Linked DNA regions of Zea mays: region 2 is linked to region 1. The links are chromatin contacts, called in public Hi-C maps. All regions are on one chromosome and are shown on one strand. The core of a region is the stretch at or near the end of the contact, and the rest is flanking DNA. Distances in the headings are between cores, read along the strand shown. Region 1 holds the start of LOC100383151 (methyltransferase). Region 2 holds the start of LOC100281245 (omega-3 fatty acid desaturase).

Region 1 (5,923 bases), core at 2,370-4,869:
AAGACGATTATACTCTCGGTTACCTACGTTATCCCTGGAATATTCTCCCTTAGGGGGTTACGACGGGTCATTACATCATAATTAATTACTGACATGGGCTGACATACTAACGACTCCGCCCACATAGCGACCTACAGGTGGGATCCTGTAACATGGACCGACTATACACGAGTCCCTTATTATAATTAGTAGTAGGTTACAACACATGGACTTCGCGTTTCACGCGCTCAGCCTTCGGAATTCTCGATGGCCTTCGTCCTGGTTCGTCTAGATGAAGGGAGCACCCAAGCCTTCGCCCGCGCTCGCTCCGTGCACTCCATAGCGGAGCTCACTCTTTAGCCTTCGCGCTCTTCAGTCTTCTCTTGAATCCTCTTCGACATCGTAGCTGATCGAGCGAGGGGGCGTTGCGCCTTCGCCCCAACACACACTTACATTAGTGACTTAGGAACTTTTTCCCTCTATTGCCTGATGTAACCCTCTACTATGAGCAATCTGATGCTAGTAGCGCAAACCACCAAAGACTAGGAAGGGATATTCGGTCTGAACCAATATAACTATTGTGTCCACCTCGCACACCAACCAGACCTAAAACACGCACTACAAATTTAAATTTACTCGTCGGTGCTTACTCGAAACATCGACGCTGGGACTAAACATTAGTCCCTCCATTTTAGTCTCATTCGATCCCTAAATTTCCAAATAGTGAGACTAAAACATAAACTAAACTATTGTAGTTCCTAATCCTCAGGGGTGAATGAATTTGAGTTAGGAATTGAGTCAAGTGCTCCTTTTAGATATTTGTAAAGGTGATGATTGTCTTTGGCAAATTGATGTAAGACCCGAAGTTGCTGGTTGTCTTACTATCGATTCAATGAGAGGGCAATAATATCTTTTACCAAGTGTCGGCGCTGTTAGTCAAGGCTTCGACAGGAATGGTCTCAATTTGGCGAGCTGCGAAAGACGGGATACCTTAATGACGAGTCCTTGGCGAGTCCTCGTTGTGGGATACCAAATGGGCGAAGCCACACTACAGGAACATCATATAACCTATTCACTTGACTTTAATTCATATCTACTTCTACTACTATCTCTACTACTTATTAAGGCTGCAATAGTAGTCTTCCATTTCCTGTTATGCCCATTTCGTGTTCTACCATTTCCTGTTCTGCCTTTCCGATTCCTTCCTCCCCGTGCACAGTCTATTCCCATGTTCTGCCACCATTCTATATCTCTCATTCTCATTCCCCCTCCCCGCAAAGCTCATTCCCATTCCTATTCCCATTCCCCCGTACAACCGACGTCTGGCTAAAATTAAAAAATACACATGGTCCCAAGGGGATTCGAACTCATGACCTCTCAAGCAAATGCTAGCAGTAGTTACCGCTACACCACACGTGTGTATGTCTACATCTATAACAGGAAACACATCTACTACATCTCTCCCCAAGCTCACCTGCTACCCTTGCACAATGCGTAGTAGTAGATAAGTATCACCAAAATTCTTGAATTATATTTTTGGATGGAAGTAGTATTTAAAGAAGAGCCTTGCATGCAATTTCTTTTGTTTGAATAATGTTTTCAACTTAAATTCCTTTTTTGCATGCGTGACATTTATTCTTCGTAATATTTTTTCCATGAATCTGACTTATGAGTCATTTTTATAAATCAACGCCAAATATGAATCCATGTTTCTTACTTGAAAACCCCGAACAAACACCATTAGTAGGAGGCACTCGCGTTGGGGTCGCTCATCGACGACGAGAAGAAACTTGGCGACTGCCAGTTCGACCTCTAGAAACAGTCCTACGTGGCCGCATGTGCTGCTATGTACGACAAGCTCCGGCGCAGCCACCGCTTGGACGCGGTGCAGAGCGGTTGCTCCGCGCTGTCCATCGTCAAGAGGGGGACCTCATGGTCGTCGCCAACGTCGGCGACTCTCGGGTTGTTCTGGGCATCGCATTCGACGACGACACCATCACGTCGTCCAGCTCATCGTCCACCTGAAGCCCAACCTGCCACGTAAGTCGCTACTGACCGGCCATTAATTCTTGTGCGTTGGGACGATGACCGTTGCTGACGTTGTGTGAGTGTCGTTGAACATGATGTATGTAGAAGAGTAGCACATCTGGTGGTGCAACGGCCAGGGGCACTACCTTGCTGATGAGCCCAGGGTACACTTCGTTTTACAGCCCAACCAAGAGTCATCAGTACTCGGTGTGTCGCGCGTGTTCGACGACTACTATATCGAGGACCGTGGCGTCATCTTGACGCAGGAGGTGACGCAGAGGAGGACCAACAACAATGACCAGTTCGTCATCCTCGCCACCATTGGGGTAGCTTTTGTGCCGACTTGCCTTTAATTCTCTTCGCAAACACACACACTTGCCTTTTTGTTTAAGCAAAAGCGTATGGTGGTACGTGTCTGATGACTAACGATGTACGGGGGAATTTCTTCCTGTATGTGTGGAACGTGCTCTCCAATGATGAGACCATGCAAATCGTGATATATATCAAAGTCTGCATGATACTGATGGTTACAATGTAATAGTAAAACAAATAGATTAAAATAACAAAATTTATGTATGGCCAGAATGACAAATTGATTATAAAACATTTTTTTATAACGGTATAACACATATTTTGTATATAATTTTTCGTAGTATACTGATATTATATATTTTCGTTGCAACACACGGACACTCAACTAGTATTATTTTATATTTATAGATTATATATATAACAGTACAAATAAATATCTTTAATCGAAACGAGCAAACCATGGTCTCCCGTTCTCCGAAAGGACGAGGCGCTCCATCGGAGGAGTGGCACGACCGTAATACAGACGCAATCCCAGGCCCAAAAGAGCGCTGCGAGCCAGGCCTTGACCGGCAAAAAGCGCGTTCTCCCTCCGATTCCCGGGCAACTAGTCCGGCAAGGGAAAGGGGTCTTCGATGATCTGATCCCATGGCGATGGCACCGCCGCCGCAGGAGCCAATCCACTGTCCCTAACGTATCCCAAGCTGACCCATGGAAGGCGTAGTAGAATCCTCCGATTAGAGCATCTCCAACAACGTAACCTAAAAAATGCCTTATAATTTGAAAATAAGTATATTTTATAAAATTTAGGGCATCAACAAAACACATCGTTCCAACAGTAAAGCCCTAAATTTAGATTATAAGGCAGCCCACTACGATGTAGTATATTTGAGTCATTTGAGAGGGTGCCCTATAGTTTTTTGACAAAAATTTATAAAATAGGTCACTGTTGGAGTAGTTTTTTCTGTGTTGAGCCCCATATTTCAATTTGAAGCACTAGTTTGAGGCATTGTTGGAGATGCTCACAGAAAAAACTACTCCAACATTGCCCTATTTTATAAATTTTTGTCAAAAAACTATAGGGCACCCTCTCAAATGACTCAAATATACTATACCGTAGTGGGCTGCCCTATAATCTAGATTTGAGGCTTTACTGTTGGAGCGATGTGTTTTGTTGGTGCCTTAAATTCTATAAAATATATTTATTTTAAAATTATAGGGCATTTTTATAGGTTATGTTGTTGGAGATCCTCTTACCCCTCTTCTTCTTCCACCTTCCTGGGCTACACCTTCCCCTTCCTCGCCTCCCTCGTCGGCGCCAACCACACCTTCGCCCGTTTCTGCTCCCGTTAGCACTATCACTAGCACCGGACCCCTTCCCTCCCCTTTACCTTTCTCACGAGGGCCCGGGAAAACCACCACCATGGACCCCTCCTCCGCGCCGCGGCGGTGCTCCTTTCTCCTGCGCCTGCTCCTCCTCGCCGTCGCCGCCCTCGCGCTCCGCCTCCTCTACGGCGCCTTCCTCGCCGTCTCCGCCGGTCCCGCCGGTTGGCCGCTCTACCGGCCCGCCGCCACCGTCGCAACCACCACGAGGACCCACGTCGTCCAGGCTGACGTCCCGTCGCCGGAGGTCTGGCGCACCCGCCGCTGGCGCAGGGCCGTCGACTACCACGCCGCCGTCCTCGCGCCGCACATCGCAGCCGGCGCTCTCGCGCCGGGATCCCGCGCCGTCTGCCTCGGCGGCGCGCAGGAGGCGCTCGCGATGCGGGAACTCGGCGTCGCCAGAGCCGTCGCCGTCGCCAGGAAGCGCGCGCCCCCGCTCGTCGTCGCGGGGCACGACCGCCGACTGCCGTTCGACGCGTCGTCCGTCGACTTCGTCTTCGCGGGGCGCGCCCTCGACGCCGCCAAGCGCCCGGCCGACCTCGCCGCCGAGGCCGCGCGGATCCTCAAACCCGAGGGCCATCTCGTCATGCTCACGTCCAGCGCCGCCGACGCCTACAGCTTCCGCTCGATACAGGCGCTCCTCCCGTTGCTCCGCCTTGTCCGATCTCGCGAGATCGACGGCCAGGACGACAGCTACTCCACACTCCGGGAACTTGTCTTCGTCCACAAGAATCTTCGGTCCACGGGCACGGGCACTTCTTCATCAGTGAACAACTGCTCGGTTGGGGATCACAGGCTCCAGCTCCTCGCTCATGCCGAGCCACTGATCCAGGAAGAGCCACTCAAACCCTGGCTCACGCTCAAGAGAAACATGAACAACATCAAGTACCTCCCGGCCCTGGCCGATATCAGCTTCAAACGCCGGTACGTGTATGTCGACGTTGGCGCGCACAGCTACGGCTCCAGCATCGGTAGCTGGTTCCGCAAGCACTACCCTAAGCAGAACCACACCTTCCAGGTGTTCGCCATTGAAGCTGACCCGGCGTTCCACTCTGAGTACGCGACAAAGAAGGGTGTCACATTGCTTCCCTATGCAGCCTGGGTCAAGAATGAGACACTGGTATTCGAGATCAATGGTGATCCTGGAAAAGAGGACGAAGCCAAGGCCAATGGTCGTGGCATGGGGCGCATCCGCCCCACCACCGGGAAGAAGATGTCCGGCGAGGTCAGGAGTGTCCCTGCGTTTGACCTCGCCGAGTGGTTGAAGCAGACTGTGACAGAGCAGGACTACTTGGTGATGAAGATGGACGTGGAGGGGACCGAGTTCGATTTGATCCCAAGGCTGTTCGACACGGGTGCAATCTGCTTGGTCGACGAGCTTTTCCTGGAGTGCCATTACAATCGGTGGCAGAAGTGCTGCCCTGGTGAGCGGTCGCCCAAGTATGACAACACTTACGAGGAGTGCTTGGACCTTTTCAGCTCGCTGCGGGAGAACGGCGTCCTTGTGCATCAGTGGTGGTAAAAGGCTTGATTGGTAATCTCTCTGGTACAGATGTTTGGAAATATCACAGCACAGATAGAGTTCAAATACAGGCAACAAAAGGTTTTGACTTGAGTAGTTTATGTCCACACTGTATTCATTTTTTTTCATTGTAAACTTAGCAGTTGAGTAATTGAATTGTTTTATGCTGTTTAGGATATATCCTTAATTAAAAAGGATTAAAGAAGTGAGGCAAAGTGAAGGGGAAGAAATGTAGTTAGGGCTAGTTGCATTCCCATTAAAAATCATTGTGCCTTGCGATTGCCATTGTTGAGAAAACAAGTGGAATGATCAATGAATTTATTAACACATGAGTCAAATGAACAGTAAACTGTTGATATTCTTGCAGTTGGACATGACATTTACTGTATGTGTTGGTGTTCACCAGTTTGCTAGCAAATACATTTTTTTTCTCGAAAAGCAAGCTAGCAAATACATTGACATTGTTTAGGAAAAAGAGATAATGCTATGCTAACTAACGCAGTTTTTTTTCTGATAAAGGGCAACAAAAAACACCCTAGATTTTCCTGATATGAAGCGGAGAAGGCTTGTAAAACCGAGCAAATTATATAGAGTTTGTTTGCCTTGTATAAGCAGCTCGAAATAATTGTTCAGTAACCCAGCAGTACCATTACCACCTCTATAGTCTTGTGGCCTTGGAGGCTGGAGCAGAGTGCAGACTGC
Region 2 (5,923 bases), core at 2,380-4,879, 190 kb after region 1:
CTTTCTGAGAGACCACCAGCAAAAGGGAGATATCGAAGTTTTCCATATTAGCACCGAAAACCAGCTAGCCGTTATCTTTACCAAGCCATTGGATGATAAAACCTTTTGCATGTTGCGTAGTGAGCTAAATGTCTTAGATTCACGTAACTTGGATTGATCTATAGCATACATGTGTTCTATGTCTTTGATCATGTTACTTCATATATTTATGTGATTTGTTGTTTATTTATGGTGCTCAAGTTGTGCAAGGGATCCTCGGACCTCACAAGTCCATGTGTGAATGATGCACATATTTAGGGGGAGAAGTGCTACAACTTGACCCTTTGAGACTAACCTTTATGTTTAATTATACTTGATGTAGTCTCAAATGTGCATTGAAAGGGAAAGGTGAACTTGGACCATGCAAAGACTTCCACTGCACTCCGGTATTAGTGTATTCACCTCCAAGTTCATACTTATGCTCTCATTGCCTTTTTGCTCTTAATTGACATTTTTTTGGTGAGGCAATGGGGTTAAAGGGCCAAGAATGATTCTGTTTTGGTGCTTAATGCCAAAGGGGGAGAAATTAAGACCAAAGCAAATGAATCAGCTACCACTTGTGAATTTTGAAAACAATAGAGTTAAAACTTTTGATTTGTCCAAAATACTCTTATTGGAAGATTTGGTCTCTTATGGAGGAGAATTTAGATTATGGGAAAAAGTGGGAGTTTTTGGCACTTGATCAATTTTTCTCTTGGAATATCTCTCTTTATGCCCAAACAAGTGAGTTTGAATTAGAGATAGGAAAATGAATTTGATTTGCAAAAACAAACCAAGTGGTGGCAAAGAATGATCCAAATATGCCAAATTATAGATAAAACAATTTGGTCTTCAAATTTGAATCGATGTTGCATGTTTTGAATTGCTTTTTGATGTGTTGGCATAAATCACCAAAAAGGGGGTGATTGAAAGGGAAATATGCCCTTGGGCCATTTCTATAATGTTTTTGTGATTAAATGTCCAACACATAGTGAGTGAGTTATTATGTGCCAAACAAGCAAAAAGTGTAAATCATGTAACAAGGTACGTTTCTAGACTTAGTACATTGTTTTGAGTACTAACATATATTGTCTAAGTGATAGAAATAGGAAAAGAAGGAATTGCAAAAGACTTAGCTGTGTGCAGCCAAAGTCCAGCTCGACCTGGCACACCGGACTGTCCGGTGCGCCAGACTGGTTTCTGGTGAACAGGTCGCTCTCGGGAAAAGTTTGGCGGCGTACGGCTATAATGCACCGGACTGTCCGGTGGTGCACCGGACTGTCCGGTGAGCCAACGGTCAGCCACGCAATCCGCGGGTGACGCGTGGCAGCTCCAACGGTCGGCAGCGGGCACCGAACTGTCCGGTGTGCACCGGACAGTGTCCGGTGCGCCAACTGGCCCGGAGCTTCAACGGTCGTTTGTGCCCGAAAAGGAAGGAGATCGACACCGGACAGGCTACAGTAGCTGTCCGGTGGTGCACCGGACTGTCTGGTGCACCACCCGACAGAAGGCAAGTTTGGCCTTCCTTGATTGGTCTCCAACGACTCATAGTTGCCTTAGGGCTATAAAAGGGCCCCCTAGACGCATGGAGGAGCTACACAAGCATTCACTAAGCATCCTAAGGCATCCAGACTTTGTTCTCGCGCATTCGTGTCAAGGACTCCATTCGAGTCAAGGACTCCCTGTGTTGTCATTTGAGCTAAAGTCTTCTCTTGTGTGCGTGGGTGTGCTACGATTTATGTCTTGTGTGTGTTGCTCATCCCAACCTTACTCTGTGCTTTCATTGTAATCTTTGTTGTAAGGGCGAGAGACTCCAATCTTGTGGAGATTCCTCGCAAACGGGAATAAGCATCTAAAGGAAAAATCGTGGTATTCAAGTTGATCATCGGATCACTTGAAAGGGGTTGAGTGCAACTCTCGTCTATTGGGACGCCACAACGTGGAAGTAGGCAAGTGTTACTTGGCCGAACCACGGGATAAAATCGTGTGTCTTGTGTTGATCTCTCTATGATTGTTTTGTCCTCAAGAACACGCTTCTCAACCACTTAGTCGCACTAACACTCCTATAACTAAGTTTTGTGGCTATTCAGTGTTGAATTTTACAGGATTACCTATTCACCCCCCTCTAGGTGCTCTCAGCAGGAAACAGATTTTTTTTCGCGCTATATCGCATTGCATAATATCCGTGTAGCATAATTAGCGTCAGTATATATCATAAACCGGTTCCAACGATCATACTTGCACGACTGTTATCAAGATCCTACTTTTATGGACAAAATAAAGCATGTAAATCAGTTTTTTTGTTTTCATGTATGTCAATCTATTTCCTTTCAATCCACATTTTTATCATCCTAAATTTGTGTGCATGCAGCAAAAAACATATTTTTTTACACGATGTACCACACTGCAGAAATATGTACACAGTGTAACATAATTAGGCCCTGTTTGGGAGAGCTTCACTTCAAAAACTTCAGCTTTGGTTTTCCAGTTTCACTATAAAACAGCTCCAGCAAATTGTTAAGGTGAGTTCCATGAGCGTTTGGTTTGTATATGGACTCCAACTTCTATAGTACAATTGATTTGTGTGGGTTTCCTTGATTACTCTTGATGATTAGTGGGTTGTCGCTTGAGAGAACGAAAATTGTATGTTGCGTAACCAGTGGCATGGTGGGTAATTTTCGTACAGCTTCATGAGGAGATATAAAAACAGTGTTTTTGAAGCACCCTCTAAGGAGCTTTATAAATTTCATGAAACGGGTCTCTAGTTTCGTTTTTTTAAAAAACTAAAGCTCGTGGAGCTGGACCTGTTTGGGTTGAAGAAGTTCGAACAAAATTGAAATTCTTGAAGTGAAGCTCTCCCAAACAGGGCCTTAGTATCAGTATACGTTATAAACTGGTTCCAACTAGCCTAACTGCATTGCTGGCTGGAGCTTACTGTATGTTATGGAAACCCAGGACTTCTAATAGCCTCACAGTAGTAAGCTACTTTAAATATATATATACAGAGAGATGTGGTCTAATCACAGTAGTAAACTACTGTAAAACATATTCTCCATATTCTCTAGTTGTCTCACGCTAAAAAACAATTTAGAAACAAATTGGTGACAGTAAGACTAGTTCCAACAATAACCTATAAAGGGCCATATACCCTAAATTTAGAGGGTGAAATTATCCTCTACTCTCTTTAACAGTGTCCTCTAAACGGTCATCTAAATTTAGAGCACGGTACTGGATCCTCTATATATAGAGTTTCTTTAAATGGTTCTCTATCCATTTGAATACTTTAAACAATCGGTTTAGCAAAACTAAAATATGTACAATACATTTGAGAGTATAACAAATACGCATGTAAAAAATTAAAAAAATATCTCTAATATAGATATTTGCTTATAGAGGACATGATTTATAGGACGTTGTTGGAGAAAAAGGAGATATAGAGGATAGAATATTTTAGAAAAGACTATAGATGACAGATATAGAAACGGATATAGAGTACATTGCTGGTCTAACGATGTGGCTAGGCCGATAACAGAAAACCTGACCTGAACGGCTGTAGGCAAACCAGTTGGGTGACACTGACAGCAGGGGCGGGCGGGGCCGATGGATTTTTTGAATCGGATTAGGCAGCCACCCATTTCAAGCCGAAGAGAGGAGGAGAGCCAAGCGGCGACTGGACCTGGAGAGCCGGCATGGCACGCCTGCTCCTCTCCGTCTCAGTCCCCATGTCCGCTAGCAGCAGCCGCCGCATTGTGGTTCCTGGTACCGCGCGGCACCGAGGCCGCAGCGGCGTCTGTGTCGCTGTGCCCGCCACCTCCACCGCCACCGCCACCCAACAAGAATTTGACCCCGCGGCGGCGCCACCGTTCGGGCTGGGCGACATCCGCGCCGCCATCCCCAAGCACTGCTGGGTGAAGGACCCCTGGCGCTCCATGGGCTACGTGGTGCGCGACGTGGTCCTGGTGCTGGGTCTCGCCGCCGCCGCGGCGCGCCTCGACAGCTGGCTCGTCTGGCCGCTCTACTGGGCGGCACAGGGCACCATGTTCTGGGCGCTCTTCGTGCTGGGACACGACTGCGGCCACGGCAGCTTCTCCAACAACCCCAGACTCAACAGCGTGGTCGGTCACATTCTGCACTCCTCCATCCTGGTGCCATACAACGGCTGGTAATTAGCGAGTCAGTTAAATGCAGGCAATGCAATGCAGTGCAGCTCTATATATTATTGTATGTTCAAGTGCAGGCGGATTAGCCACAGGACGCACCACCAGAACCACGGCCACGTGGACAAGGACGAGTCATGGCATCCCGTACGTACGCCTCCTCTCCTGCCCTAGCTAGCCACCTGCAACTGCAATAATTATATATCTCATCTTGCATTGCATGTCTATCTATCATCTATGACTATACAGCTCCCCGAGCGTCTGTTCAAGAGCCTGGACAGCGTCGTCCTGATGCTGCGCTTCAGGCTGCCCTTCCCTATGCTCGTCTACCCATTCTACCTGGCCAACAGGAGCCCCGGCAAGTCCGGCTCCCATTTCCACCCGGCCAGCGACCTCTTCCAGCCCAGCGAGAGCAAACAAGTGCTCACCTCCACGGCGTGCTGGCTCGCCATGGTCGCACTCCTAGCTGGCCTCGCCTTCCTCATGGGCCCTCTGCAGATGCTCAAGCTCTACCTGGTCCCCTACTGGGTTTTTGTCATGTGGCTCGACTTCGTCACCTACCTGCATCATCACGGACACAATGACAAGCTTCCATGGTACCGAGGAAAGGTAGTATATAGCTAAATCACAGCTGCATGCAGGTTTCAGTTAACTGTTCTATAACTAATGGACCTACTAGGAATGGACCTATCTTCGGGGTGGCCTGACAACGCTCGACCGGGACTACGGGTGGATCAACAACATCCACCATGACATTGGGACTCATGTCATCCACCATCTCTTCCCGCAGATCCCACACTACCATCTCATAGAGGCAGTAAGTAACAACTAAATCTCATTCACTACGCTAATGCACATATCAGATCACTGAAAGATGGAGGCTGTGCATGCAGACAGAGGCAGCCAAGCCGGTGCTGGGAAATTACTACAGAGAGCCGCAAAAGTCTGGCCCTCTCCCCTTGCATCTACTTGGTGATCTGGTTCAGAGCTTGAGGCGTGACCACTATGTCAGCGACACAGGGGATGTCGTCTACTACCAAACTGACCCCACCATTAGCTGTTCTGGTCCATTCACTTGACTAATTGAGGGAGGCTGGAAGTTATGCGAAACACAAGGATCAGAGGCTACCGGAGAGATCTGATCTATGAGCCACACACTTGCATATAACAATAAGTCAATCATTCTTTGGGCAAAACAAGCTACAGTACAATTTCCAGTGCTTTACTATCAGGACTCATTAGCACATGCTTAGCTGGTACTGTTGCAAGAAAGCAATGTGCAGTACCTCCGCTTATTGCTGTCCTCACATATGCAGTACATTATTTGCAAAATGTAAGTGGACTACCTGCGCCTTAGATCTCTCTGCAAAAGTTGGAGACATGGGGCTTTTCCTGACAAATCATGTATTGCTGCTTGATGACAAAATGAGAATATTCTGACAAAATAAATAATGCATGGAAATAGAAAACGAGGTACCAAGTCTTCTTTCTGGTCCATACAGTGCAATGTATTAAGCTGTTATAAATTGTACCGGGTCACCAACCAATCAGAATAGAATTATATATATGTACCAGCTTTCTGATATGGAACTATTTTGTGCGCAACATCTTAAGATTCTTAGGGCACATTTTTTATGGGGACAACTACCTCCGAGAATCCACAAGCAAGTTGAAACAATATCTACAAGGGAAGCTTATTCTGGGGGCCACGGTCTGTAACTAGTGTTGCTCTGGTCCCTACATTATCT

Evidence for each region. A called contact is a pair of places that touch in the nucleus more often than the background predicts.
Region 2: a contact with region 1 is called in a Hi-C map of ear, with 2.5 times the contacts expected there. The contact joins the promoter of LOC100281245 here to the promoter of LOC100383151 in region 1. A contact is called at or near these places in 2 of 25 Hi-C or Micro-C datasets (ear and root tip).

The regions. Positions count from the first base shown.
Region 1 is chr2:224,982,916-224,988,838 of Zm-B73-REFERENCE-NAM-5.0, forward strand. LOC100383151 (methyltransferase) reads left to right here and starts at 3,620. Exons shown (of 1, transcript NM_001175816.1): 1 at 3,620-5,567. The coding sequence starts at 3,740. The coding sequence ends at 5,221.
Region 2 is chr2:225,177,052-225,182,974 of Zm-B73-REFERENCE-NAM-5.0, forward strand. It overlaps LOC100281245 (omega-3 fatty acid desaturase), which reads left to right and starts at 3,630. Exons shown (of 5, transcript NM_001154164.2): 1 at 3,630-4,180; 2 at 4,256-4,322; 3 at 4,425-4,784; 4 at 4,855-4,992; 5 at 5,069-5,672. The coding sequence starts at 3,708. The coding sequence ends at 5,254. It also overlaps the pseudogene LOC123706504.